Linked DNA regions of Sus scrofa: regions 2, 3, 4, 5 and 6 are each linked to region 1. A link is a contact called in public Hi-C, HiChIP or PLAC-seq and promoter capture Hi-C data. All regions are on one chromosome and are shown on one strand. Each heading gives the region's core, a stretch centred on a gene start, on an enhancer-like site or on the middle of the called end of the contact. The rest is flanking DNA. Distances are from core to core; before and after follow the strand shown. Region 1 holds the start of C6H18orf21 (UPF0711 protein C18orf21 homolog). Region 2 holds the start of ZNF397 (zinc finger protein 397). Region 3 holds the start of ZSCAN30 (zinc finger and SCAN domain-containing protein 30). Region 4 holds the start of ZNF24 (zinc finger protein 24). Region 5 holds the start of LOC100620188 (zinc finger protein 396). Region 6 has its middle 49 kb from the start of ZNF24.

Region 1 (4,843 bases), core at 1,367-3,866:
CATGCTTGTAACTTAGCACTGCCAAAAGTAAAATTCACTTATATTTATTGACTGTTAAGTGCGAGGCACTGATTTGGGTTTGGGAGACACTGAACAGTGAGTGAACAAAGGACAATTCATGGAGAGAGACAATAAATACAAAAACACCAAATGTTAAGTGCTGAGAAAAAAGACAGGAAAGGGAATGCAGACTGGCAACGGATTTGATATAGTCTTAAATCAGGGTATCAGGGAAGGCCTCCTGGGGTGGTATTTTCTTTATTTTTTTCGTCTTTTTAGGGCCCCGCCCTGGGCACATGGAGGTTCCCAGGCTAGTGGTCGATTCAGAGTTACAGCTGCCGGCCTACACTACAGCCACAAGAACTTGGGATCTGAGCTGCGACTGTGGCCTACACCACAGCTCACAGCAACGCTAGATCGTCAACCCACTGAGTGGGGCCAGGGATCAAATCTTTGTCCTTATGGATACTAGTCGGGTTCCTTAACCACTGAGCCATAACAGGAACTCCCTACGATGATATTTTCAAGAGATCAGAAGGAAGTGAGGGAGGCATCCAAGCAGATATGTGAGGTAAGAGTTCCAGGTAGAAGGAAAAGCCACTGCAAAGGCCCTGAAATGGCATAGGGGCGATAGTGGTTGGAGTTTAGTGAACGAAAGGGAGAGCAGGTCTGAGAATTAATGTGAACCTATGACATAGGTCCCTGTGGTCCTTTCAAAAGATTTTCACTTTTACTCCGAGAATGGGCAGTCATTTCATTTCAGAGTTTGCAGTGGAGAAGTGACATGATCTAGACTAGGTTTTTATTAGGTTGACTCTGGCTGCTGGACTGGGAATGGACGGTAGAAACACATGGGAGCTGTTGGCAATAATCAGGAGACTGATGGCTTAGACCAGGGCGGATGTGGAGAGAAGTGGATGGATGTGGAGAGAAAGGCTAGATAAAGGGTGTATTTTTGTTGTTGTTGTTGTTTTTAGGGCCACACCTATACCATATGGAAGTTCTGAGGCTAAGGGTCGAATCAGAGCTACAGCTGTCAGCCTATGCCACAGCCACAGCAATTCAGGATCTGAGCCGCGTCTGCGACCTACACCACAGCTCATGGCAACACCAGATCCTTAACCCACTGAAGGAAGCCAGGGATCAAACCCGAATCCTCATGGATTCTAGTTGGAGTCGTTAACCACTGAGCCATGAAGGAAACTCATGATATTGGGTGTATTTAAAGCCAATGGTAAAGCTCAAGTTTTAGCTTAATGTGAGATTCAAAAAAAGTTGTCAAGAAGGCATCTGGGACATTCCCGTTGTGGCTCAGCAGGTTAAGAGCCCAACATGGTATCCATGAGGACGTAGGTTTGATTCCTGGCCTCACTCAATGGGTTAAGGATCCAGTATTGAGTGTAGGCTGCAGATGGGGCTTGGATTTGGTGGATTTGGTGTTGCCATGGCTGTGGCTTGCGGGGACAGCTGCATCTCCAATTCTACCCCTGGCCCCTCAGAAGTTCCATATGCCTCAGGTGCTGTAGTAAAAAAGGGGGAAGAAAAAAAGGCATCTGGATGAGTCTAGGATTCCACAGAGTGGTCTAGATTGGGGATATGAATTTGGAAGACCTCAGTATTCAGAGTTTAAAAGCCATGAGACTGGATGAAATATTGTCACCAAGGAATTGAGTGTAGCTAGAAAAGATGCCCAAAGGTTGAGTCCTTGGGAACTCCAACATTTGTAAGTTGGGGAAATCAGCAGGAAGGAGAGGTATTGGCTAAAGAAGTAGGAGGTGAACTTTGTAATGACCTGGAAGCCAAGTGAGGAAACTATTTCAAGTAGACTGATCAAAGCGTCAAGTGCTGCTAACAGGTCAGGAAAACTAAGGCACGTTAAGCAATTTGGATTTTTTTTTTTTTTTTTTTTTTTTTTGCGAAACTGAGACGCCTGGCCGAGGCGGGATAGGAGGTTGTGATGGCAGAGAATGGATCAGATTTTTTTTGGACCATTCTGAGCGCTGTGCAGAATGGAGGGGAGCGAGGCGACGCAAGCCTGACCCATAACGAACGGGCGTCCTCCCTACCGTGTGACGAACTGTAGGCCCAGCTGCAAAAGAGAAAGAGACTCATAAGGGACTAGTTCACACCCTCTCGCCTCCCGCTTCCCCGTCCTCTTTCCCTCTCTTACAGGAGATAGCGGGCCTGGCCCGGGCAGCTATCTTGTAGTTTCCATGCCGCAGCCTCAAGGTAGTGCTTCTGCCTCATCGTCACCGCCAATTCCACATCTCTGATACGCAGGGACGCAAAGAGACTCCGAAAGCCGGCTGGAAACTTTGACGTCAGGATCCGAGCTCCCTCTGGAAACAGGCGCCCTCAGCTGAAGGGTTCCGGTTCCTTTGCGTCCGGTCCCCTGCGCTGGCCCGCCCTCCCTGCGCCGGGCCCGCCTCCAGGTCCCTAGCGGTCCTCGCTGGCCAGGCGCGGATCGCTTAGTACAAGAGGCTGTGCGGAGCAGCTTGATTGGGCCGGGGTGGCTAGGTTGAAAGCCGAGTCTGACGCCTGCTTCTGGTCTTTATCTGATTGATAGCCTCCTCTCATACCGGTGGTCATTTCCTCAACCGCCATCGCCCCCTAGATTTTCAAGCCCGGGCACTGACTTGCACCCGGGTAGGCGGAAGCGAGGCCCGCAAGGGGGCAGCTGCGAGAAGCGCGGTTTCTGGTCTCCAGTCCAGCCTGCTCTGGGCAGGTGCACTAGCGAGCTTATTTTATTTTATTTTTTCCTGCTTTTTTTTCTTTTTTTTTTCTTTTTGCCATTTCTTGGGCCGCTCCCGCGGCATATGGAGGTTCCCAGGCTAGGGGTCGAATCGGAGCTGTAGCCACCGGCCTACGCCAGAGCCACAGCAACGCAGAATCCGAGCCGCGTCTGCCACCTACACCACAGCTCGCCGCAACGCCGGATCGTTAACCCACTGAGCAAGGGCAGGGATCGAACCTGCAACCTCATGGTTCCCAGTCAGATTCGTTAACCACTGCGCCACCACGGGAACTCCCCCATCCTACTTCTGTGAGGTGATCAGCATTAACAGTTGGGTGTCTCCTCCTTCTATGTCCTTACACACATAAGCACATGTACAAATGTATAAATATCCTCAGTTTCCACATACACACAACAACAACAACAACAAAAGATACCGGGAGTTCCCATTTTAGCACAGTGGAAACAAATCAGTGGGTTAAGGATCCTGCATTACCATGAGCTGTGGTGTAAGTCTCAGACATGGCCTGGATCTCATGTTGCTGTGGCTCTGGGATAGGCTGGCAGCTGTAGCTTCGATTTGACCCCTAGCCTGGGAACTTCCATATGCCTCCGGTGTGGCCCTAAAAAGCAAAAGACAAATAAACAAACACCCCCCCAAGATACACACAAAAAAAGAAAACCAAAAATAGAATGGTTTACTACTCTTACATTTTTCCTTAACAATAGGTCACAGACATCTCTCCAGGTCAGTTTATGTAGTTTTCAATAAGCTTTTAAAGAGCTGACAATATTACAAAATGTAATGAGCTGTAATTTATTTAACCACTTCCTGTTGATGAACATTTAATTTTTTTTCAGTGATTTGCTAGTTCAAATAGTGAAGCAGCAAAACTCACGAATGCTTTTTATTTCTTTTCTCTAAATTCCTAAAAGATAAATTACTGAGGGAAACAATATCCACATTTTAATTTGCTGGATCATCCAAAAAAGATTGTAGCAATTCACATTCCCAGTATCAATGTCTGAAAAAGCTGATTCGAATTGGATCCGTGAAAATGTAAAGATCATTAGTTCACTTATCAGTGGAATCAAGCCTCTATTTATTTCTTATGGCTTGCATTTTCTTTTGTGAAATGAAATCTTCATTAAATTGTTTATCAATTTCTAGGAGATCTTTGTATTTTAGAGGAAATTCATCCTCTTCTTGTCATTTATAAAGCAATGTTTCCTTACTTTATCTCTCTCTTTTTTTTTTTTTTTTTTTTTTGCTTTTTTAGGGCTGCACCCGAGGCATATGGAGGCATATGGAATCGGAGCTACAGCTGCCAGCCTACACCACAGCCACAGCAATGCAGGACCTGAGCTTCACCTGAGACCTACACCACAGCTCACAGCAACACCAGATCCTTAACCCACTGAGCTAGGCCAGGGATCAAACCCATATCCTCAGCCTTCATCCTTGACTTCCCCCACCAGCCTGCCCTGCGCCCAGTCTTACTCCTTCTCAGCCTCACCGAGGCCCACTGCTGCTTCCTCTTCCCACCCCATGTAGCCACGCCGTCCACAGGGTCTGCCGTCAACCCCTCAGGAGCAAATCATGTCTCTGCCCACTTCTCCTGACGCCCTGGAGATCCTCTCTTCTTTTGCATACACCCCTACGTTGGTCCTCTACGTTCATTTCCTACCTCCTCTCTCCCTATCCATCCTTCACAGGGCAGACAAAGTAGTCTTCTTAAAATGTAAATCATTTGGGGGGACATGGAGCATCCCTGCTCCGAATTCTCTTCAAGCTCCTCCTTGCACTTGGCACACAAGCTCCTAGCAGTGCTCTCCAGGGCCCCATGTGGTGGTCACTGCCCCACCTTGAACCTCACCTTGTCTCACCCTCCTACACTCATACTGCTCCTCACATTAATCTTCTTTCTCTCTCTCATTCAACATGTCCTGCTCAGACCTGCCCCAGGGCCTTGGCTTTGAAAGAGGATCCTTCCCATGGGGGCTTTCCTTCTCATTCAATCTTGGCTCTCAAAGAAGCCTTCTTAAACCACCCCAATAAAGAACGGGTGGCCAGCCCCACCCACCAAGTCACTCTCTGCCATAGCTAGT
Region 2 (4,843 bases), core at 672-3,171, 660 kb after region 1:
TGAATTGCTGGCGAAACAGTTCTTGGCAGGATCGGGTACTCCCATTCTGCTTAAATTTCTGGCCCCACGAAAGGCTTTCTTCTACTTTTACTAGTATGAGCTCTTGTTCCTGAGGATTCTGAGGTACTGGGGTTGAAACTGCTCTGGATTCCACAGCCATTCTGGGCTGAAACAGTTTAGCAGAAAGCTCACTACCAACTGGGTACTGTACTTCAGAGTCTCTTGGAATAATCTCTTCTTTCCTGAAGGATATAAAAGCACTGTTACAGTAATGAAAAAAAAAATCTAAGAACTTACAATAATAAAGATCAGTCAAGGGAGTAATATATTGAAAGGCATCAGGAATGAGACTTTAAATAAGTAATAATCAAGTGACAAATGTGAAAAATCACTCACCTCATCGGTCCAATTTTGCAGAATTCCTACCATATTTATACTATGAGAAGTTATATTTTAGAGGCAAAAGAATATATATATACACACACACATACTCCCACCCCCAAGGGCATATGGTGTTCCCAGGCCAGGGATCAGATCCAAGCCAAAGTTGAGACCAATGCTGCAGCTGTAGCAACACTAAATCCTTAACCCACTGTGTGGGCCAGGGATCAAACCCGCATCCCAGCACTCCAGAGAGGCTGCTGATCCCATTGTGCCACAGTGGGAACTCCAAGAATGCAATATTAACATGAATCACATGTTGGGAAATTTCCTTTTCAATTCCTTTTCAGTTCTGAATGCATAAAGGAGAATAATCTGTCAAACTTGCCAAATTCCTTTTCATTTTTATAATTTTTTTTGTCTTTTTAGGGCTGAACATACGGCATATGGAGGTTCCCAGGCAAGGGGTCCCCTACACCAGAGCCACAGCAACACCAGATCCGACCCGAGTCTGCGACCTACACCACAGTTTATGGCAACACCAGATCCTTAACCCACTGAACCCAAAACCTCATGGTTCCTAGTCGGATTCGTTTATGCTACGCCACGATGGGAACTCCTGAACTCCTTTTTAAATAAAGTATAGGCCTCACACTTCCATGGGTAACGGTATCAATTTTGTTAAAATTGATTTTTAGTTACCTTCTACCTAAGCAAATAATACTGCTTTTCATTTAAAGCTGTAATAAAAATTTTTTTAAAAATCTGTATTACACATGAGTAGATTTAAATAAAAACGTTGTTAGGCATTTGCCATTTGATCAAATTTAGTATTTAATGCATTTTTCCAACAAACAATGAGGCACTGAGGCTCTGTCCTGAGCTGGGTATTAGAACACAAAGGTTTTTGTTTGTGAAGGTATTTGCTTGGGTCTACCAAGAAATTAACCAAGAAGTTTTTGTTAAATGCTTACCATGTTCTCAAAAACATGTCAGATATTACAGAGACACAAAAGCAAAAAGGTTAATCACAACTCTCAAAAAGCTTAGGATATACGGTGGTAAAAATTTTAAAAAGTGAAATATGGCAAAAGTAATTGTGTTTTAAATTTTGTAATATAGATCGAACATGATCTGATTTTTGGATGGGAGAATATTGACTGAAGGGTATGCCCTTGAATGAACAGGACAGATCCGCACAATTTAACCCTAACACTACAGTTAGCTTTAGAGATCTGATTATTTAGCTGATAAATCTGTGGTTTATTAACCAGCCCTGCCGCGCTAGCCCTTCTATTTCTACATCCCGGTAAAGTCACAGCAACTGGCGAAGTGAAGAGGGAAAAACTGCCCTTTCCGCAGGAAAGCAGGGTCTTGAGTGTTGGCCTCCTATGAGCTCCCAGGAGGCTCAAGAGACGCTGCCCGGAAAAGGTGCCGAGACCCGGGGATGAGCAGGCCGAAGAGCGGGGCTTCTCCACCCGGCGCCCGCCGGCCCGGCCGCGTGCCTTCCCCCCACCCCCTCCGTCTCGGGTCCCGCGTCCCTCACCGCGAAGCAGAGGAGCGGCCAGGGAGCAAGCCCCGGACCTGCAGAGGCGAGCGACAAAGACCGGAAGTGCGCCCCGGCAGCCTTCCGCTCGCCCGCCCTCCTGAGGTCCGTCCGTCCCCGCCCCATGCTCAGAGGCAGCCAATCAGCGCGTTGACTCCGCCCTTCCCACCGCCTTCCCCAGGTGGCCGTGGTCCCGCCGAGCGTCGACGCCGAGGCAAGAGTGAGCTAGCAGCTGGGGTTTCTTTAGGAGGCCGTCACACCCAGAGGGCACCTCTGTTCGGCCGCCTCTTACCCTAGCTTTCTTTCACCGCCACCCGCCCGCCGTACTTGGTGTCTTCTCACTTCTGAGTCATTTCACCTCCAATTTTTCAGAAAAGATTTCGGATTTTCCTGTAATTCCTGTGAGTTTGCAGTACTTAACGACAGAAGTAGATGCGTGGATGAAGGGACTGAACAAAAAGTAGAAACCGCTTATATTGCTCTTCCGTGGGCCTATTTGAACCTTACAACGCTCGTGCTGTAGCTATAACATACCCATTTTACAGACGTAGACACTGCCCAAAGTCAAGCAGCTCGTGCCCAGAGATGCCAAAATTGTAGTTCAGGGACACCCTGGGATTTCAGACTTTGTGCCTCTAACCAGGGTTTTCCCATTTTTCACTGAGGCTAGCGCACTTTGTCTTAGTGTTTAAATTTTTATTTGGCCATTCAGTAGCTTTAAAAATGATGCCTCTTGTTGGTTTAACTTGCATTTCCTTTAAGTTAGGGAGCTTGAGGTTATATTTCCCTCATGTTTATGGACCATTTATGGTTCTTCAAGGAAATGGCGTTTCCCATGTTTAAAATTGAGTTGTTACTATTTTTCTTTTGTATTTGCAAGAATTTTTTACTTGCTAAGGATATGGACTCTTCATTTGTTACAAATATTTTCCCGTTTTTGTATTGTAAATGTTAGTAGAAGGTGACACAGAAATTCTCCTTTGTGAGCTAAGACAAAACACATTATTATTATTATTCATTAGCATTCAGAGTAGCTCACTAATTCTTAACTGTTGTGAACAGACTATAGCAATTTTACCAAACAAGAGAACAAATAATACTACCTTGTGTTTCAGCTGTTGCTGCCTAACAAACCACTGCAGTACTTAATGACTAAAAACAGCAGGTGTGTTTTATTGCTCACAGGTCTGTGCTCTGGGATTCAGGCAGGGCTTAGCAGAGATGGCTAGCCATGCTTTCTGAGGTGCCGACTGCTTAACTTGATCAGAACTGGAAGGTGCAAGATGGTGTCTCACATTGTTGTGGACTTGGTGCTGCCTTTTGGCTGGAGTAACTCGATCGTCCTCCATAAAGCTTCTCGCCATGTAATCTCTAATCATTCAGGAGTTAGCCTAGGCTTTCTTACAGGGTCCTGGTTCCTTCCTTCCTTCCTCTCTTTCTTTCATGGCCACACCTGTGGCTGATGGAATTTCCCAGGCTAGGGATCAAATTGGAGCTGCAGCTGCCAGCCTACACCACAGCCACAGCAATGCCAGAGCCAAGCCACACCTGCAATCTACACTGCAGCTCACCGCAATGCCAGATCCTTTAACCCACTGAGTAAGGCCAGGGATGGAACACACATCCTCATGGACACCAGTCAGCTCTTAACCTGCTGAACCACAATGAGAACTCCTTGGGTCCTGGTTTCCAACACAGTGAAGGAGGAGGGGAAGAGGCTTGTTCTCTTAGGACCTGGGACCGGAACTGGCATTATATTACTTCTGTATTCTGTTGGCAGGACTAGACTCATGGAGGGAAGGGTATTGAAATAGACTCCACTTTTTAATTGGAAGAGCAGCTTCAACGTAGGCAACTGAGGCCGTTATTATTGCATTCAGTCTACCACACCTTGTTATATTGAGAAGCTTACTGTTCAGGAATGGAACTGTTGAGAGAGAAGAAATGCTCTCAATTGCAGTAATAGAAAACCTTACTAAATGTCCTTAATGTTTAAGCCTTTTTACTACCTAACAGCTACATGCATGGAAGTAAGGTCATCCCAGGATTGGTTAATTTAATGGCTTGACAAGAACCCAGGTCCCTTTCCTCTTTTTGCTCCTCCACCTTTAAGTATGTTGACTTTTCTTCCAGTCTGCCAGTCTGGCTTCCTTCATGGTCCTAAATGTCTGTCTTAGCTCCAGATTACAGATGATATCCAGAGGCAGGAAGAGGGAACACCCTTATATTCTGGCCTTTTTTAGACTAAGGAAATTCCCTCCACCCAATAGGTTTTCCATGGTATCTCATTAGTTAGAATTGCTTCACTATCTGTGTCTATCGCTAACAAGGGGTAAGGGGTGAGGCCTCCATGGTAGGCTTGGCCAGTTGAGATTTATATTCCAGGCTAGCCTCTTCTGAAAGACACAGGTGATCTGGGGAGGGTAAACAAAATTATAGTTATGTTAAAAAGACAGAAAAAGGGGATAGATAGTATGCAATAGTAGCATCTATTTCAATAGATTACAGGTAATAGGTCTATATTGGTAAGAAAGTGAGACACTAGGGAAAAAAATTTAAGTTCCTATCATTCCTTATAAGATGGGACAGATATTTAAAATATAAACAAGTTACTTAATTGCAAGAAGTACAGACTCGAGATTTATAGCAAATTTCTAGGACTTGGTTTAAATTCCCAGTGGGATAGCAACTGATTACTTCTAATTTTTTATTTTTTTTAGTATATTTGATTTACAATGTTGTGCCAATTTCTGCTGTACAGTAAAGTGACTCAATTTTTTATGTATATATATATACACACACACATGTATACGCATACATGTACACACACAGAAACACACATACACATCTGTTGTTTTTTTGTTTTTTTTTCACATCCCTTTTCTTATATTATCTTCCATCATGGTTTGTCGCAAG
Region 3 (4,843 bases), core at 858-3,357, 620 kb after region 1:
TTTGGTTATTTATTATTATTTTTTGGGGGGGCCACACCCATGGCATATGGAGGTGCCCAGGCTAGGGGCTAAATTGGAGTTAGGAGTTGTAGTCACTGGCCTATGCCACAGCTACAGCAATGCCAGCAATGCCAGATCTGAGTCGTGTATTCGACCTACACCACAGCTCATAGCTACGCTGGATCCTTAACCTGCTGAGCAAGACCAGGGATTGAAACTGCATCCTCATGGATACTAGTACTAGTCAGATTTGTTTCCACTGAGCCACAACAGTAACTCCTCTCTCTGATTTTAAAAACTAGCTGCCCTGTGAAAAAGACTAGGTATGCCTGCTGGAAATACATGACCCAAGCCATGGCCAGCACCAACAGTCAGACAGATATGATTGATACCAACTTAGACTCTGGCCTTAGTTAACCATGAGGGATCCCAGAAAAAAACTGCCAGCTGAACCCAGCCCAAGTGATGACCTACAGAACCATAAGACAATAAAGTCTTTAAAAATGTCTGATGTTTTAGGTCACTAAGTTTTGGGGTCTTCATTACGGAGTAACAGATAGACATAATCCTCACGATAACTTCCAAGGTAGGAGTTATACCTTTATAAGGCAAGGAAATAGAATTATTAAAAAAAACAAAAAACAAAAAAAGTAGGTAACTTACTGAAGCTAGTAAATGACAAAGCTAGTTTCTGAATCCAGGTGTCAGACTTTTAACTATGCCCCCAAAGTACATGAGAAAGACTGATGACTTGAAAAGATTTTGAAAGGGAAACTCCAAACACTGACAGATTGATGATAAGGTGATTGTAATAGGGAAAATGGATGACACCAGGGACTTAAGGAGAGGAAGGAACCCCAAGAGAATCTGATTGCCAGAATGGACAATAAAGCCATGGGCTTGGAGCACTAAAGAGATGCTACTATCTAATACAGTGGGGGGCAGGCAATGAGAAATACCAATAGCACTTGAAGACACAAACATACCAAAGTAACAGTGACCCCCACCCCAAGCCACTAATAAAGACATACTCTGCTTCTCACCTAAAAGAAAGTGGTGTTCTTGAGATTCATACTTGAATTGGCTCTCCATGGACTGCAGCTGTACATTCGACATCTCAGGGAACAACTGGAGAATTACCATTTCCTCAGTGAGCTTTTATGATCCACGTAGAAGTCTGAGACCCGGGGGCAACTGAGTACCAGCGGGCTTGGAAAGGAATCATTGTGGAGGGCGGAGATATGATTTCTGAGACTACACCGCCAGAAAAATCCTTTAGCTACAAAAGAAGTAAAGGAGAAAACAAAATCTCATTTAAGTTTCAAGTGCTGTTCTCTCAAATTTACTACGCTTCCTCCCTCATCACCAAGGAATCAGGCATCACTCCTCTTGGGCGTGTATTCTCCATTCCAAGTTTAGAGATCGTCAAAGATAATGGGGGACGGGGGAGGGTTAAGGGTACCGAAGTAAGGATATAATTGGAAATATAAGGCAGAGGAGGGAATTTTGGAATTTGTCCTAGCGGTTAAGCTCTTGCTATTCGCTGCTCTTCCTACACCAAAATGAAACTACAGATCCAACAAAACGATCTCTTTCCCTCCTTCCGTTCTTCGCACACTCACTTTCAGGTTGCTCCTTCCCAGCACCGTCTGTTGATTCGCGCGGATGCATCCAAGCTTCTGAATTTCACCTGCTCCTTGAATTTCTGGTGTTCATTTAGTTGAACCCAAGTGAACCCAGGGCCTGGCAAGGGCTGACCAGGTACCAAAAGCAAATTGACCAACTGGCTGTGCCCAGAAACCGCGCCTGGGGGTCACGGCGGCGGCCCTGACTCTCCATGGACTCAAATAACCGCACAGAGTTCCCTAGCAGTGCTACGAGGCCGTTGGGGAGGCGAGATCACCTGACTTCCTCTGCCTTCCATGACCCGACATCACCCATACCTCGATGTGTTCGCCAGGTTGCCCTCAAGCCTCACCCGCTGCAAACCCTCCATCACCTCCGCCGTCACCCCGTCCGCTCTAGGAATTCGGGAGGATTGCTCAGCTCTATGGCTCGCGGTCTCGCACGTGCGCACGCGCAGGGTGGCGGTGCGGGGTGAGGTGGGGGCGGGGACTTGCTGAGATTTAACCCCTGAACGTCTGCGGACCTGGCCGCCGCCGAGCTGTAGTGGGGGACCAGGCTGGCCCTACCTGCCGGTACTTGACGTGAATGTCGGAAAACATCTTTCGGGAAAGCTCTCTGGGGCAGGGTAGGTTTCCTGACTACATAATGAGTTCTTCCTTAGTTATCTCTCTCTCTCTGTCTCTCCTTTTTCATCCGTCCTCCAAATCTCTCAATCGGATTCGCTGTATGCTTCCATTCTAACTTTCTTCCTGTCCTCCCTAGTCCTTCTCACCCCACAGAACTGAGGCATGCCTCTGTTAAAATGCAGATTGCTGGGCCCCACTCAAGAGTTTCCCTCTCAGTAGGTCTGTCGTGGGAGCCCAGCTTCTCCAGTGGTCCTGAGGCTGCAGGTCCTGGAACCACACTTTGAGAACCGCTGCCTTAAAAATAAATAATGCTCAGGAATTAATCCCTGAGTTGCTGGGAAGCTGGATTTTCATCTACTTTGCTATCAAGAAAGGCCATGGGGTCTCTTTCTAAAATGTTTGCTTGACAATTCAGTACACACTGTGGCCCAAAGATCAGGGTGAGATGGAACTGAAGCAGGGAGGGGGGTGGCATCAGCATAGGAAAGGATATTGCTGTGTCCTTGGAAATATCTTAGGAAATAAGGTAGGGAGGTATATAGAAATAGGAAATAATAGAAGAAGTATTGAGACAGGTGAGACATGTGACTTGGGTTAAGACGTCAGAAGAAAAGGTATAGGTGTGAGAAAATGGTGACTGGTTGAAGTGGTAGTTGATGTAGAGGAAGAGAGCTTTCCATCCAAGCCCAAGACCATCTTCCAATTTATGAAATCTTAGGGATCCATGAATGTAAGCTGATAAAGAGTAAGGAACTTGTTTGCCTCCAGCCATCCAAAGTGGGGAGTGCAGATGCTTTTTTTTAAAAACAGCTTTACTGAGGGATAACAGGCATACAGTAATCAGGGAATGTTTACAGTATATACATACAGTTCACTAAGTTTTGCGGTATGTGGAACCATGACCTCAATGAAAAGAGGGAACACATCCAGTAACCCCCGAAGTTTCCTCCTCTTGGGAATCCCTTTCTTTCCTCCCACAGCTGTTCTGCTCTCTGTTACTGTAGTTACTATTTTCTAGAGATTTATTTAAATGGAATTAAACAGAATGCACTCTTTCTTTTTGCACTCAGACTTCTTTCACTGTGCATTGTTATTTTGAGCTGTATCTACATTGTTGTGTATATCAATAGTCCACTCCTTTTTGTTGCTGATAAGTATATATCACATAAACAAATTGCATATACCATGATTTGTTTATCCAGTCACTAGTTGATGGACATCTAGGTTATTAACAGTGTTTTCACCGTTACAAATAACGCTGCTATGAACATTCATCACAAGTCTTTATATGGACATGTGCTTTTTTTCTCTTTCTTGGTTTTGTGTATGTTTAACATTTTAAGAAACTGCTACACTGTTTTTCAGAGCGGCTGAACCATTGTGCATTCCCACAACAGTGTATGAGAATGCCATAGTTGACATACTACTTGTGACAGGTTTCCAGGAAAAAAGTCTGGGGAAGTTAATCAAAGGTTAATTCTCATGCACAAATATAAGGGTTTTGTTAAGCCTTACCCCAGAACTGATGATGTGAACATAACTTTTCTGGGTGTTTAACCAAGGAAATCAGATTATCCTAGATTGCTTGCTTTGTGGAGTCTTCCCAGAGATGTTATGTTCTGTGTGTGAATCTAAGAAGTCAGCTTGGAGTTTGCCAATTTGATGGATTGGCCCAAACAAACCTAGACCCAACTGTGGTCCACATCAGCTGACACCGAGCAGATTCCTCTCAGTAAGGTAAACGGAGTTTAAAGGTTTCTAGAGAAATAGGGGTGGTTACCAATACAGTATTTCCTTTCTTTCTTTCTTTCTTTCTTTTTTCTTTTGGTCTTTTTAGGGCTGCACTTGTGGCATATGGAAGTTCCCAGGCTAGGGGTTGAATCAGAGCTGCAGCAGCTGCAAGCCTATGCCACAAACACAGCAACACAGGGTCCAAACTGTATCTGTGACCTACACCACAGCTCATGGCAATGCTGGATCCTTAACCCACTGAGCAAGGCCAGGGATCAAACCCGCATCTTCGTGGACACTAGTTGGGTTTGTAACCAGATGAGCCACAACCGGAACTCCATCACCCACCAATATTTCTACCTGATTTCTATTTCCTTTTCCATTTCTTCTTGGGGGTAAACTAGGCCAAACTAACATATATCTGATTTAGGCATAGATTTTAGAGCAATGGTTCTTAATCTTTGAGATGATGTAATTTCTTTGAGAATATAATGAAGACTATGCACTTCTTCTTCAGAAAGTTGAACATGAAGACCTTCATGAGAACTGTTGCTTATAATGTATTATATTTTATTAAACATTAATTTCCTTTGATACGTAGACTAAATAAGCAATGTGCACAAAGAGTGAACTTAAGTCTAAAAAAATCAGTCTCTAGTTTCAGGTAAAAAACAGATATAAATCCAAATTTTGAAGCCACATTAAAAAAGATTCCCTTTCCCTTTGACCATGTAAATATGAATGAGTAGGCTGCTGCTATTTGTTACGAATAAGACATCTGAATTATGGGCAGTGTGACACTCTTGACATGTAAATGTGTATGTCCAGTTGACTTTGACTTTTTAAAATTTTAATTAAAA
Region 4 (4,843 bases), core at 1,269-3,768, 570 kb after region 1:
TTCAGCAGCATCATCTGGTAGTTAACCTCTTCCACCTGGTGGGGGTTTCAGTATCTAAAAGGCAGCTCACAGGATATGGCCCAGGATCTGCAGCCCTTGAAGAGGAACTAAAAGTCCTTGCCTTTGCTTAGTTATTATTTGGTCTTATTTGACTGTTTTCCTTTGCTTCCGTATTTTTTCGCTTTTCTGATTAAACTTATTACATGACAAAAATTTTTCTACAGACAAAAGGCAGGCAGAGAACATGAGGAGGAGGGGGGAACAGACCACAGGGTTTTGCTCTTTTCAACCCGAGCTGTAAAACCCCTTGTTGCTGAGGTGCGAATGCCACTGCATCTAAGCCTTTATATAGTCTGCAGCTGGACTCCAGGCAGGTGAGGCAGAAAGCCTCATCACAACCTGGGGAAGCCAGGAGCAATGGTTCCACGACAGCCTCCTGGGAAGACAGGGAGCTGAGTGGCAAATGGCCTTGTAACAGCTCATCAGGAGCCTCTCCTCTTTCAGGAGGATCACAGGGTTTTCTGCCAAGACTCAGAGCAGCTGCTGCTCAAGCATTGTCTCTGTGGCCTCTGTGGATATGTGCAAGGTCAGCAGGCACTGGCACGGAGGTTTTCCCTACATTCAGGTTGCCCAGAGGAACATGATGCTCTATCTTGACTATATCTTTAAGATAGCAACAGAGGTCACCATTCAGGAAAGAGCTCACCTAGTAGGGCTCAGAAGGATGGTGTTTCAAAGTGGGTGTTGGCAGTCCCGGCCCTCAAACGAGCAAATTAGAGAGGAAAACTTCATGGTGGTTTCCATTTACTCTCTCAGAAAAAAATTAAAAGTGACAGAATGAACACCAGGCAAAGAGTTTCGTAAAATCTTGCATTTTTAACCTCCCCAGATATGTCTGTTTGATGTGTATATTTTTTGTTTTCCAACATTAATTAGATGTTAAAAAACCTCTTAAAGCAAAGCAAAACAAAAATGCCTTGAGCTAGCTTTTAGAGTCACAAAAGACGGAAAGGTTGGGAAGAGCAGCCAAGCAGGTTGGTGGTAGTAGCCAAGTAGAAAAGAGAAAAAAAAAAAAAGTCTGGATTTCAGAAACCTCCTAAAAAAGAAAGAGAAGAAGGGCCATCAGAAGTAGCAGGTGTTCTGGGGAGGCAAAATCCTGGTCAGAGAGTAAAGTAGTGCTATGGGATCATCAGCTGACTCACTTGCGCTCTCATTCATGAATTCAGCAGAGCCTAAGGGCACTTTGCAAAGGGCACTCTGAAAGAGGCAGAAAGCTGAAGCCTGAAGATCTTGGAAGGCTGCTGGAAGGCTGGACCTGTACTTCTAACATAGACCTTAAACAACAGGGCTCTTTTGTGTGGTTCCTGATGCTGAACATGTGACCTAGCAAAGGCAGCAATGTGACCAGCCCACATTTCATTCATTTATTCAACAAATATTTATTGAGTTCTCTATGTACCAGGCAGTCAGCATCCCGGGACTACATGGGAATACTGTGGTGAACAAGACAGGCAAGGTCCCTGCCCTTATGGGACTTACAAACAAAACGAAATAAAACAAAAACCAGTGAAATGAATACATAAGATCACTTCTACCCAGTGCTATGAGCGTGAGAAGGCTTCCAGGAGGAAGAAATGGTCAGGAAGGCTGACGATTGCCAGCCACAACAAGGCTAAGAGCTGGGGTGTGGGGGTAAGGTGGGGGCAGGGAAAAACCACAGGGGGCCTTACAGGCCAATGTAAGCAGTTTTTAATGTCATAATTAATGCAGTAGGGATCCACTGAAGGCCTTTAAGTAGGGGCATTAAGTGGTCTGATTTATGTTTTTAAATCACTTTGGCAGCTGTTTTGTAGTATGAAATGTCAAGCCTAAAGTCAGAAGATAACCATGCATTCTGCAAATTCACTCTGCGATCATTGCCAAAGCTCTTGATTAAGAGTCTCATCTTGTTTCCCTGACAAATTAATTAGTCATAATAAAGCTCTATAGCACAGCAAATGGTAGCCAAAGGTTAGAGTCATGCCTTGGCTTCAAATCTTGCTTCGTACTTACTAGTTATGTATTCTCCGCAAGCTATTTACTTGAGCCTCAATTACCTCAGCTGTGAAATGGGGATAATAAAAGTTCTTACATCATAGGGTTTTCACGAAAATTAAATTACAAGACATGTAAACCACGGTGACAGAACCTGGTACAACGTGGTTAGCACACATAAATATTAGCTTTTGTTACTTCTTTCAGAGGATTACTGTGAAGATCACATGAGATAATGCATGTGAAAAGACTTATGACACCGTAAAGACTACATTAGTGGCAGAATTTTTTCTTTCCTTTCCTGGTCTTTTAAGGGGAACACAGAAGACTGGGCTAACCAGGGGAGAGAGGCGTGAGGCCAAGCGCAGCCTCAAAGCGGTCATTGTAGTTGGACAGCCCTTCCCCCAGCCCGGAGCGCATCTCTATGGCAACGCGGGGCTTCGCCTACCCCCCGCCTCCTGGGGCCCACAGACCGGAAGCAGTCTGCGCCGGGGGCTTCTGGGAAACGGCTTGTGAGCGGCGGCGTTTCTGCGTCGGCCGTGGACAGCGAAGCGGTTGCAGTTCCCGAGCTTGAGGTTTGCGCGAGAGAGGGGGGAAGAGCGTGCGAGGGAGGCTGGGCTAGAGGCTGTGGTCCGCTTGGCAAGAGTTAGCGAAAAAGCTTGGCGGTGACCTTCCTTGGCTTCCCGGGAGGCGCGGGGGACAGGCCACGGTCTCAGCGCCCAGCAGCTGGGAGACAGGGAGGGATAGACAGAAAGCCAGATAGGGCTTTCGGCACCCTTGGAGAGTCCTCCCTTCCTTGTGCCTTCCGCGACCCCCGCCTTCCCCCCTCCCCCATCGGCCGGTTTTGTTCTATTTCGAGGCCCTGGCATCTCGCGGAGGGTTCTGGGATTCTTTTCGGGTGGAGGGGGGTGGGCGGTCCTCCGCCGTGGCTGCCGGGACTTGTAGTTTGGCCGGCCTCGAGCGGAAGTGCCGTGACTCCGGCGCTGTTGAGGCTAGGTGGCCTCTGGTCTTCCGAAAGCCGCAGCCGGGAGTGTGGAGAGAAGAGGGGCTGGAGTGGTCTGGTGGGGGCCGGGTTCGCCACGGCACTCCGCTGAGTGAGTGGGAAGGTCGCGTGGGACAGGACTCCCTGCGCAAACCTGGTTGGGACTGCGGGTTCGCATTCCCCGCACCTCCTCACGTCCCATCGGCAGGGTGCTGTATGAAAACGTAAAGGGGAGAGAAATTTTATTTTTCTAGAGTGTTTGAGCCAATGGTAAGGTAGGGTTTTGGAATAGGAACAAACGAATACTGTTGGCTAAACCTTGTTTATAAGGCCGCCACACTCCAGAGTGCTTAAACAAACCTGTATGTATATTACTTGGTAAGATTTTTTTCTGATACCTAGACTTGATAGGTTTACAGGAAGTTTTGGGCAGTTACTGACTTTCAGATTCCGGGCCCTGAATAGATAATATTGAGTAACTGCATGGCTTGTTCCCAGTAGGTGTTTTAAACAATGGCATAGGCATGACTGTGCAAATACTAAGGAAAGGATCAGAAATAGCCCAAGGTTTCCCTGAAGGTAGAAGCTGGGGAGATTGTGAGTCATCCAGTGTAAGGATTAGAGTCTGCGCCACTGTGGGAAGTCAAGGTGTTATGAGAGTCCCTTTTCTTCATAGAATTTGCTATGATTAATGCCCACATTACAAATTGAAAGGTACTTATGGTGTCTCGGGTGACTGAATAATATTTGAATTTTATGGCACCTAGTGGTTTTTTTCAACATCATGTATCTGTTATTGAGCAGGTGAATATTTTTTTCATGTATATTTTAGTCCAGGGAGTTCTTAAACATTTTAAAACTATTTCTTAGCCCTGAAAAAAAAAAATTGTCAAAATTTTTTAAGCAGGTGCTAAAAAAGATACCCCTCCTTTTGAGGTGACTCAGGTGTGTCAGGTTACACCGGTATTGAATTGCAAATAATGTGTTCCATTTAGATAACACCGAGATAGGCAAGTTTTGTAGACATAGATTGGCATACTTCTCTCAAAAGGGCCAGATGGTAAATATTAAGTTTTTCATGACATGTAGCATTTATTGCAACTACTCAACTCTATTGAGTAGAGTACAGTAGTCACGCTGTTGTAGCATCAATAGTGAACAAATAAGTAAAATTATTTATGGAGACAGACACTTTCATTTCTATCAATATTCACCTGACATGAAGTGTTCTTTTGATTTTTTTCAACCATATAAAAATGTGAAAACTATTCTCAGTGCAAGCATTATTGAAAAATAGGCAGTGGGCCAGATTTAGCAGTGAACTGGAACTTCTGTTGTAGGCTATTGATTGGCATGTTTAATTTAGTAAAAATACATTTTCTTTTCTTCTATCAGGGTATGTTCAGATTCTTAGGATATTTGGTCATTTATATTGTTTTCATTTCTTGTGCCTCAGGAGTGCCTGTGAAGAAAACAGGGTATTTCCCTGAGGCCTGTCTCCTACCTTGATTGTCTTTTCTTGGAGTATTATAAATCAGGATGTCTGCACAGTCAGTGGAAGAAGATTCAATACTTATCATCCCAACTCCAGATGAAGAGGAAAAAATTCTGAGGGTGAAGTTGGAGGAGGATCCTGATGGCGAAGAGGGGTCAAGTATCCCTTGGAACCACCTCCCTGACCCGGAGGTTTTCCGACAGCGCTTCAGGCAGTTTGGATACCAGGATTCACCTGGGCCCCGTGAAGCTGTGAGCCAGCTTCGAGAACTTTGCCGTCTATGGCTCAGGCCAGAGACACACACAAAAGAACAAATCTTGGAGCTGGTAGTA
Region 5 (4,843 bases), core at 1,371-3,870, 540 kb after region 1:
GTCTCTATAATTTAAAAAGTGATTGCCCTTTTCTTCACTGTGTTTATACGTAACTTATGAAATTTATAGGGAGTTTAATATACTTATACAGGGGAAGCAGTCAGACATACAGCACATTTATTTTCACAGTCTCACAAATGTCCAACTATGTACTGTATGATTGTATGGTATTGATTCCGGCATTTCATTCAGCTTCAGATTCAGGCTACCAAAACTCCCTTCAAACGTCCACATAAGCCATTGTCAAACCCACCCATACTGGACAATGGGGCCCTATTGTATAGCACAGGGAAATGTGATTGGGTCACATTGCTGATCAACAGAACTTGAAGAAACACTGTAAATCAACTGCATTTTAATAATTTTCTTTTGGTCTTTTTAGGGCCACACCCATGGCATACGGAGGTTCCTAGGCCAGGGATGGAATCGTAGCTATAGCCGCTGGCCCATGCCACAGCCACAGCAACGCAGGATCCAAGCCGAGTCTGCAACCTACACCACAGCTCATGGCAATGCTGGATCTTTAACCCACTGAGCAAGGCCAGGGATTGAACCTGCATTCCCATGGATGCTAGTCAGATTCATTTCTGCTGAGCCACGATGGGAACTCCAACAATAATAATTTAAAAAAAATTTTTAATGGCACATTATCTATCCAAATGTCAGCCTTCCATCCAACAAACACTGGCTTCCTGAATGCTTCCTGAAACCTGCTTCCATCCTTGCCCCTATGCACTAGTTCAGACCTCCATCAGGTTCAGCCTGGATCTTGCAATAGTTTCAGAGCTGGTCACCCTATCTTGAGTTTAGCCTCCCCTCAAATCATCCTACATTGCCATGGGAGAGTTCTAACTGAATTGCAGATAGTTTGTGTTCCTCGCTCAAGATCCTCGCTTTAATCCAGAGACTTTTACTTGGCCTGCCAAATCTTTAAAAACTAGACCATTACTTACTTATTCATTTTCATCCTAAGTCACTCATCATCAGCCTGACATCCTTCAATTCAAAAAATCTAAACATTACATTCTGGTCCCTCAGTCTGAAATGTACAAACACTCAGCTCTCCCCAACAGCTCCAATTCCTATCTATCCACCCCTCTCCCCTACACCTTCCTTTCTTTAATTAAGATGCTTTTGTAGCATCCTGTCAATAGTATCTTCAGAACAGCTGCCACTTTGTTTAAAATAGTCAGTTTATATGCTCTTCTCCTTAATTAGTCTATCAGTTCCTAAAGAGCAAGAATCTGCATCTCATATTTGAATTCCCAGTGTTTACCAGGCATCTGGTATACAGTAGAAGCTTGCTCTACTGGGAGTTTGTTCCTGCTAATTTCTTTCCACTTTACCCTCAGACATTAAAAAAATAAAAAGCAAACAAAAGACCCCGCCCTTTACTAAGTTTACTGTGAACTATTACAAGGAGTCTTTTACATTTGCTTTTTTTTTTTTTTTTTATTTAGTTTCTTGGATCAGCTATGTGGTAGAATCCTAACTGATGAATTCATCCCTGACTTCTTGCCAAATCATTTGGCTTTTCACAGTTCCTTATTCTCATTGCAGCTTTTGACTGCTGTCTATTTTTCCTTAAGCTACCTTTGACTTCACACCATTGCCAAAAATTTCTTGCCCTTGAGGAATTGTTTTAGATTCCTCGTTGCCTTGATTCATTTGGCTGACCCATCATCACTATAAAAATATTCCTTGTACACATTTGGATTGTCTTGTTATTTGTTACCTCATCAAAAAGAAAAAAAAAATCTTAGCCCATGAAATATGGGCAAGTATTTCAAAAAAAAATTATTCAAATTTAGTGTCATTGTAGGTTAATTAAGATGCAAATTTCTCCAGGTCTGGTATAGACTGAGTAAGCCAGCTTTTTCTCTCACTGTCTCAGACTCCAGTGGGAACATACCTTTTGTTTGCTTTGCTCATATCAAAAGGGTTTTTTTTTCTTCTTATTGTTGTTTATTAATTTTCAAACATCATTGTCTTCTCCCTAATTCCCCACTTCTCTGTACAAGAATATTTCTAAGAGTTCCTAGGGAAAATGGGTGGAGGATGAGACCAATATGTGGGGCTGTGGCCTGGTAGCTCATTTAGCCTGAAATTTATTTTTAAATTTACTTAAGATTATCTGAGGAAATATACATGTATGCATTGGTGCCAAAATATGTGCGTGCTCGAGTTCTCACCTTTTCAAGGGCCATTATGTTCTCTTGTGAAAGCAAGGGGTGGGGTTGGGGGGGGTCAACCCCATTCCTTCCATCACTACTTGGAGCATAGCCAACCTCAGAAGCGCCGACGGTATTACAAGAATGTTGCGCGCAGTGGTAGAAAGCACAGGAGTCTCCCCGTGACCCTGGGCAAGTCACCAAAACTTTGGGTTTATTCCCTGTAAAATGGGAATAACCGTATTGGGTTATTGAAAGAGCCAATGAAATAATGTAAGTACAAGTACTCTGAGAAATAATAATGGTTTCTCTGAACATGAAGCCCAAGCAGCTGGATATACGCACTCAAGGAGTTTTGGGCTCCCCTCGTACTGCACCGCCCCCACCCGCTTCAGGCTGCGGTGGTGGCTCGTCTCCATGGCAACTGCTCCGGCATCCCGGGCCCCGCCCCCTCTCCGCCTAGAGGACCGGAAGCAGCTTGCAGACTGGCGCTTCCCGGGCTTCTCCCCAAAAACGCTGGGCCGTCCTTCCCAGGCCTTAGGTGAGAGTTGAGGTCTCTTCGCGCTGCTAGGCCTCAGGGAAACGACCCTTACCCGGCGGGTCGGGAAGGGGTGGCCGCGGGCCTTGGCACCACCTCACTGCAGCCCCCCCCCCGCAAAGCTCCCACCGCGTACCGGCGCACCCTTCTTCATACACCTCCCCGCGCCACACTCTCAGGCTACGCCTTCCTTGTGCCCCACCGCGCTTTCTCGCTGCCCTCACCTCATCCCCGCAGCTTCTCACCTGTCACTGAGCGTCGGCGCCCCGCCTCTCTTCTCCCTGGCACCCCGTGGCGGCTGACCTCCGCCCCCCAAGCGGACGGCCTCCCATCACCCCTCGCGCGCTTACCTGCCTCCAGCGCGCCCTCCTCTCAAGACCCTCGTAGTCTCGCGGAGTCCGGACTCCGTCCGAGAGCGGTGGCGTGTGGTGGGGGAAGGTGGCCTGGGACCGTCTGGAGCCGGCTCTAGGAGAGGTATTTCCAGGTAAGAGTCGGACCCCTTAGGAAAGACCCCACGGAACTGGGGCCCTGGGCGAAGCCTCCGCTCCAGGGACCAGGTTCGTTACGGACCCTCGCGCGGCGTTGGGGGTTTAGTCTCTTACGTGGAGCTGAGAGCAATTGTGGACCCCGCACAGATTCGGCCGCTGGTACCAAAAAGGCAGAGTGCTCCCGGTGGCCGTTCCTGCGGCTTCCCAGAGGATGCTTTAGCATAGGGGCCCTCTGTGCAACTCCCCTAGTCGGCTCCAGACACGTGGCGGCCTCAAACCCCTCCTGCCGCTCCAGTCTTGACCCCAGATTCTGTTCCAGCCTGGAATCATCTGGGTCTGTTGCTTCTCCTCTCCGCTGGGACCCCAGCCACTGGCTCTGAACCACGCAGCACTGTAGAAAGTGTGGATGGAGTGGACTCAGACCCCAGCCCTGGTACTCTGCCCTTGGTCTCCTTATATGAGCTTGCCCTGATCATACCCAAGCTCGCCCTGGTGGGTTTCCTCATCTCCAACATGAGGATGAAAATAACCTTCCAGAGCTTTTGTGAGGACTTAAATGAGTTTATATTAAGATGCTTAGAAGGGTGCTTGGTACATAGCAAATTCTCTGTGTCAGCTGTTACCCTTTGCAGTGGAGCCCATAGTTATATAAAGTTGTGTCACTTATTTGGTAACCTTCTTGTCTCTCCCCAGCTAGAGTACAAGCTTTGTGCAGCCGCAGACTTTGTTCAGATCACCACCATAACTTCACAGCCTAGAAATTTCTTGGTGAAGTGGGGGGAAAATGGTAAAGAGGAAACATAGGGAGTTCCTGTTGTGGTTCAGTGGAAACAAACTGGTATCCATGAGTATGTCGTTCCTTCCCTGGCCTTACTCAGTGGGTTAAGGATCCAGCGTTGCAGCAAAGTGCAACATAGGTGGCAATTTCGGCTCCGACCCCTCATTGCTGTGGCTGCTGTTTAGGCCAGCAGCTGCAGCTCCTATTTGCTCCTATTTGCAACTGGGACTTGCATTTGCCTCGGGTGCAGCCCTAAAAGGCGAAAGAAAGGAAGAGAGAGAGAGAGAGAGAGAGAAAGAGAGAGAGAGAGAGAAGAGAGAGAGAGAGAAAGAAAGAAAAATAGGGGCATGTATAACATTTTTAATTAATCATCAGTTACTAGTGATACATATATACATATACTAAAGTGCTGCAAAGTGTCTTCCTGCTAACAAGCTAGTGATACTTGGAGATGTCTACATACATCACTAGGTTGCTGGTGACACTGTGATTTGATCCAGTGTTTCCTATAATTTATTCGATAATTCATAGCAAGATATTTGCTGCTCTTCCTTTGACCCCAATAAATCAAGTCCTTGGACATTTTTGAAGGAAATAATTTGAAGAGAAAAATAGTATATTTTTCTGAAAATGTGCTTCCCAGCATTATTTATAATAGTAAAAATTAGAAATAACTTAAATATTTTGCAATAAAAGATAGTTAAGTAAATAATATGGATGTTACAGATGAGCAGTAGACATGAATATGATTAAATGGAAATATATTAAGATGGAGGAATATGTGGTTACTTTTTTCGTTTGAATTGTTCCTCTAACACCAAAGTAATAGTTTTAAATCTTAGTAAACATTGAAAAAAAATCCACACAA
Region 6 (4,843 bases), core at 1,723-4,222, 520 kb after region 1:
TTCCACATACATCTTTCATTGATATACTTAGTGTTTGTAACATTTACATTTGTTTTCTTTTTTTTTTTTTTTTTTCTAAACAGCTTTGGTACTTTTACGGAATAAAGTGGATTTCCCAAAATGGAACCCTGCTTTATAAAAGTACATGTACAAGGATATGATCTCTAATGGTTTAACTTGTGATTATTTCCTGGGAACAAATCAGGACCAAGGTGAGAGACCTGCACATAGAGATGAACCTGGAAGAGTAGACAACAGAGTGCTGTTTGTCTTGCTGTATCTGCAGTGTGTGGAAATGCCTACGCCAGGGATCAAACCCACCTCACAGTAGCGACAACACAGGATCCTTAATCCACTAGGCTACAGGGAGCTCCTCTCTTTGTTTTGTTTTATATTTACAGTTTATATTTCTGTCAAAATACTCAGTTTCATCTCTCAATGAACACAACAAGCATAATTTTTTTATTTTTAAGTCTGAATTTTATAACTTCATTTTCTAGATCTCCTGTGGGTCTCCAGTTTCTGCTCATTGTTATTTATATTGTTTTGTTCCCTGGTATGCATGGCAAGTATTTTTTTTTCCAGGTTAAACTTACACGACATCAAAGTAACTATTTTAAAGTGTGCGATTCAGTGGCATTTAGTACATTCACAATGTTGAGCAATCACTTCCTCTAGTTCCAAAACGTTTTCATCACCCCAACAGAAAACCCTATACTCATTAAGCAGACACTTCTCATTTCCCATCCCCCAGCCACTGACAACTACTAATTTGCTTTCTAGCTCTATCTATGATGTCATTATATTAAATGAGCTTCTTGTGGGCAGCATGCAGTTGGGTCTCACAATGCTTGCATCTTTTTCTCTGTACTGAAAATTCTCAAATAGGCTGGGACAATCATTTATTTCCCTTATCTCAGGGATCACTGTCCTTTGTTGCCTGATGTCCAGGCTCTTGATACCATTGTGTCATATGTCTTTTCCACTTTTTTCTTTTCTCTCTCTCTTTGTTGTTGTTGTCATTGTTGTTCCAAGTAGGAAGGTAAATACAGTCTCTGCTACTCCACCTTGGCTACAATCAGAATTCTGCTGCCTTTTCCAAACATAATTTATGTGCTTTAGTTTAGAGTTAAATTCATTCTATTCAATTTAAATTTTAATAGATTTTCAATTTTAATTTTTGTTTTGAGGCATGATAATCACATTTTAATCAATCTTGGCATTCACCATCCTGAAATCCTTCCCTAGCAGCTTGTTTTGTATAAAATATGTCCATTTCTTCCAAGTTAACTTTCTCTGTCTGCAACCAGCAATTGCCAGTGTCCACACCCTTTCTTCCCCTGTGCTTATGAACTGCTGAAGGTGTCCCTAGTCATCAGATACATTCTGACTTTGGCTGGCCTCTCTCCTAAAACCAGAATCATGTCTGTAGTCCCCCTGAGCTCTAGGCAAGCCTCTTAGAGCTCTCGGGCACAGAAATTGACAGTTGCTTTTAAATCCAACATAGTTAACTTCCAGGTTTTGGTAGATTTTTAAAAATAATTTCCATTCACATAAAGATTTTTCTGAGTTATTTTCTCTTCTTTCCTCATTCTTGATTTTTTTTTCCATCAGCCTATAATGCTTCTAAATGATTCACATGCTGTCCAATACCACCCCACACTGTCGTAGATGGAACTTTGTCTCAGAACCACCGGTGCTGTAACATACATGTGATCAGTTACCATCAGGATCTTGTCAGAGGCAGAACTCCCTGACTGTCCCTCCTTAGAGGCTGACAAGATATCAAGTTGGCTTTAACATCATACAACCAAGGAGTATTTTTAAAAGGGGGGGGGGACTTTTCATCATGCTCTCGCGTTGCCCATCATAAAACACCTTCCCTGAAGTTTTTTTATTTGTTGACAGGGTTTTGTTTTGTTTTTTTGTTTTTTTGGTTTTTTTTTTTTTTGTCTTTTTTAGGGCCGCACCTGAGGCATGTGGAGGTTCCCAGGCTAGGGGTGGAATCACAGCTATAGACACTGGCCTACACCACAGCCAAAGCCACGCCAGATCTGAGCCGTGTCTAAAACCTACACCACAGCTCACAGCAATGCCAGATCCTCAACCCACTGAGCGTGGCCAGGGATTGAACCTGCATCCTCGTTGATGCTAGTCAGATTCATTTCTGCTGACCCACAAGGGGAACTCCCTCCCTGCAGTTATTACCCCATCTCTCCTCGCCCTTTCTCAGCCAGAGTTCTTGAAAGAAATGCCTGCACTTGCTCTTTCCCTTTCCTCACACCTGGACTGTAAGATGCTATCTCTCTACTGCACCCCCACCTACCTGGGCCTCTCTCACTCACTCCTGCAGCCGCCCTTCAGGTCTCGCCCTGCTTGCACGGGCAGCATGTGACACCGCACAGCCACACTGTCTCTCCCGATGCTGTCTGCCAACTTCCACTCTTTCTGCTCTTCCCTTCATTCCCTCCCTGGTTTGCTGATGGTCCTGTGAGCTTTGTCCCCAACACTTCTCTCCTCTCAGGAGAACCCCCGGGCTCCTGATGGAGGGTTAAGGATGAAGAATAAAGACTCTGATCTCAGGGGAGTGTGCCAGTCCTCCCCCACAATCTGCTGGGGAGGAAAATTAAGGCAGCTGGAGGAGAATGGTGATGCTAAGGACATGCCTGCTCTGAGCAGTTGTGATGCCTAAACACTGATTTGTTAGTATCGCTTGTGGATCCAGAGCAGGGAAATGTAGAGCAGGCAATGCAAGATGTTCCCACAGACAAACTATCACAATATCTGATATTTCAACCAAGCACAGAGCACTATATCAACCTGAAACACTGAAAATGGCTTCTTTGTCTCAAAGGACTGTGATTTACATGTTGAACTCCCCTCCTTTGGGTGGAAGGGACCATTCAGATGTGTTTGCTCCAGTTTGTGTTACACACGTGCACTTGGTACACAGAAGTGACAGAGGACACTGCCCTCCTATGGCTGGTGGTTGAAACACCAGGACATATTAAGCACAATTTCGTTAAGTTGCCAGTCACACTGGATATCTCTTTTCCTGCTATAACTCGACCCTCCTTCCCAGCCGAGCCTGCAGCTGCCCTTCCCAGGGAGTCCTCCACCTCCCCTGCGCGCCGCGGTTCCTGAACATCCGGCTCTATGTGCTTCCTTCTGCTGAGATTCAAGGATCTCCTACAAACCTTCTCTCCGCAGCCAGTCTGTAGGTTTCTTCAAGGCAAGGCTTGTCCCTCTAGGCATCCAGTGATGCCCCCAGTATCTGTGAACTGGGGCTTGTCTGTAAAGTCCTGCAGGAAGCAGGGGATTCTTGCAGGGGTGGCACTAGCAGGCCTGGTCCACTCACCCCAGCCTCAGCCACCCTGTCAGCCACTGGAGAACCCTGATATGGCGCTTTGCCAGGCCCTACACTTAGCAAATTAATTCTCCCCTTCCCAAGGAAGGACAGAGAGCTGAGAGGCAGCAGGTCAGGCCATTCTGTCCCACTCACTCTGCAGCAGGCACCCTCCAACAGTCCTTGGACGGCATTAGTGATGGGGGTGGGAGGTAGTTAGGATCCGTCTGTCCTGGGCTGGGGCCAGGCAATCATCCAGGCCCTGGTCAGCTTAGGCTGTGTGTGTGTGTGTGTGTGTGTGTGTGTGCGTGCGCGCGCGCGCGCGTGTGTGCGCGCGCACGCGCACATGCACATGCACACGTAAAGGACCAGAGCTTAAAAATTAGATATCACACTGCAGCATTCCAGTCATTCCAAACATCCACATCCATTCCTTTCTTTCTTTCTTTTTCTTTTTTTTTTTTTTTTGTCTTTTGTCTTTTGTCTTTTTAGGGCCACATCTGTGGCCTCTGGCGGTTCCCAGACTAGGGGTCGAATTGGAGCTGTAGCCACTGGCCTACACCACAGCCACAGCAATGCCAGATCCGAGCCGTGTCTGCGACCTACACCATAGCTCACAGCAACACTGGATCCTTAAACCACTGAGCAAGGCCAGGGATTGAACCTGCATCCTCATGGATACTAGTCAGATTCGTTTCTGCTGAGCCACAACAGGAACTTCCCACATCCATTTCTAATCCATTTCTCTTCCTTTGAAGTTGAGCCTGAAGATTTTGCCACCCATGACTCTCCTTGTGGACAACTTCTGCACCTCATTCTGCAGCGTCTTTAGCACCTCACTGACTGGCCTCCTCAGAGGTCTTCTCATCCCTCCTCTGTCAGTTCCGTACTGTGAATGAGCCACCACTCTGGTTTCTCCTCCATTACCTCCACAGTCATCCTTTCCTTACACCATAGCACCCACAGCCTAAGCCCACATCTTATTTTCACAAATGCCCTTTCTTCAAAAGCTTGCTTGGAAGTCTGTTGTTCTGGCACCTTCATGTCCTATTGCTCCCACTCCACTGACCTCTTAACTCTGGCAGGGACTGCCAGCCCGGCCTTCATACGGAGCAAGCGGGCTTCATGGAGAGGAGTTCGGAAAGCATCATTCATTTCCCCTGTGGTGGGGACAAGCCCCATGGACAAGCACTCCAGCAGCTCTTAAGATTTTTCTGGTTACTTATGAGTAACATAAGATCCTCTAGTCACTGCTAGTCTAGTAACTAAGGTATGATGTCCAGCACATTCATAATAATAATAAACTCTAAATGTCATGTATGGGCTGGGTTTCCCATCCTCTGCCACAACACCTGCGTTCAGAAAGTTCCTGACACATTTCTTCTCTCTCCAACCTCTTTGATGACTTTCACTCCACCCTTTTCTGTGGTTTCTGACTCTTCCCAGGATGAGGTGAAGGTGTGACAGGAAGTCCTCTTACAACCTGGGATTCCATGA

The links. Promoter capture Hi-C pulls out the DNA fragments that hold promoters and counts their contacts. A called contact is a pair of places that touch in the nucleus more often than the background predicts. HiChIP or PLAC-seq counts read pairs in DNA pulled down with a chosen protein or histone mark.
Region 2: a contact with region 1 is called in an H3K27ac HiChIP or PLAC-seq map of skeletal muscle, with 8 times the contacts expected there. The contact joins the promoter of ZNF397 here to the promoter of C6H18orf21 in region 1. A contact is called at or near these places in 4 of 47 Hi-C or Micro-C datasets (embryonic fibroblasts, heart right ventricle, mesenteric adipose tissue and 1 more) and 1 of 2 datasets of contacts at active chromatin or transcription factors (skeletal muscle).
Region 3: a Hi-C map of skeletal muscle shows a contact between it and region 1, with 4 times the contacts expected there. The contact joins the promoter of ZSCAN30 here to the promoter of C6H18orf21 in region 1. A contact is called at or near these places in 2 of 47 Hi-C or Micro-C datasets (heart right ventricle and skeletal muscle).
Region 4: a promoter capture Hi-C map of liver shows a contact between it and region 1, with 6 times the contacts expected there. The contact joins the promoter of ZNF24 here to the promoter of C6H18orf21 in region 1. A contact is called at or near these places in 2 of 5 promoter capture datasets (fetal liver and liver) and 2 of 2 datasets of contacts at active chromatin or transcription factors (alveolar macrophages and skeletal muscle).
Region 5: a contact with region 1 is called in an H3K27ac HiChIP or PLAC-seq map of alveolar macrophages. The contact joins the promoter of LOC100620188 here to the promoter of C6H18orf21 in region 1. A contact is called at or near these places in 4 of 47 Hi-C or Micro-C datasets (alveolar macrophages, embryonic fibroblasts and skeletal muscle) and 1 of 2 datasets of contacts at active chromatin or transcription factors (alveolar macrophages).
Region 6: a contact with region 1 is called in a Hi-C map of omental adipose tissue, with 2.5 times the contacts expected there. The contact joins the enhancer-like site here to the promoter of C6H18orf21 in region 1. A contact is called at or near these places in 14 of 47 Hi-C or Micro-C datasets (alveolar macrophages, embryonic fibroblasts, epiblast stem cells and 6 more) and 2 of 2 datasets of contacts at active chromatin or transcription factors (alveolar macrophages and skeletal muscle).

What each region holds. Positions count from the first base shown.
Region 1 is chr6:119,733,161-119,738,003 of Sscrofa11.1, reverse strand. C6H18orf21 (UPF0711 protein C18orf21 homolog) reads right to left here and starts at 2,616. Exons shown (of 5, transcript XM_003356410.3): 1 at 2,171-2,616; 2 at 2,067-2,089. The coding sequence starts at 2,247.
Region 2 is chr6:119,073,873-119,078,715 of Sscrofa11.1, reverse strand. It overlaps ZNF397 (zinc finger protein 397), which reads right to left and starts at 1,921. Exons shown (of 6, transcript XM_013999293.2): 1 at 397-1,921; 2 at 1-242. The coding sequence starts at 401. LOC102163786 (a long non-coding RNA gene) reads left to right here and starts at 2,119. Exons shown (of 3, transcript XR_304095.3): 1 at 2,119-2,328.
Region 3 is chr6:119,113,521-119,118,363 of Sscrofa11.1, reverse strand. It overlaps ZSCAN30 (zinc finger and SCAN domain-containing protein 30), which reads left to right and starts at 2,107. Exons shown (of 5, transcript XM_003127897.5): 1 at 2,107-2,251. All of the region lies in intron 5 of ZNF397 (zinc finger protein 397), which reads right to left. It also overlaps the pseudogene LOC110261195.
Region 4 is chr6:119,164,879-119,169,721 of Sscrofa11.1, reverse strand. ZNF24 (zinc finger protein 24) reads left to right here and starts at 2,518. Exons shown (of 4, transcript NM_001243375.1): 1 at 2,518-2,609; 2 at 4,473-4,843. The coding sequence starts at 4,556.
Region 5 is chr6:119,191,107-119,195,949 of Sscrofa11.1, reverse strand. It overlaps LOC100620188 (zinc finger protein 396), which reads left to right and starts at 2,620. Exons shown (of 4, transcript XM_013999297.2): 1 at 2,620-3,193.
Region 6 is chr6:119,214,025-119,218,867 of Sscrofa11.1, reverse strand. No RefSeq gene overlaps it. Among named protein-coding and RNA genes, the nearest start is that of ZNF24, 49 kb to the right of the region's middle. Within about 2 kb of position 2,972, at least 7 of the 83 cell types and tissues checked have an H3K27ac peak or open chromatin away from gene starts, as enhancers often do. A contact at or near this core is called in omental adipose tissue, where this site is marked.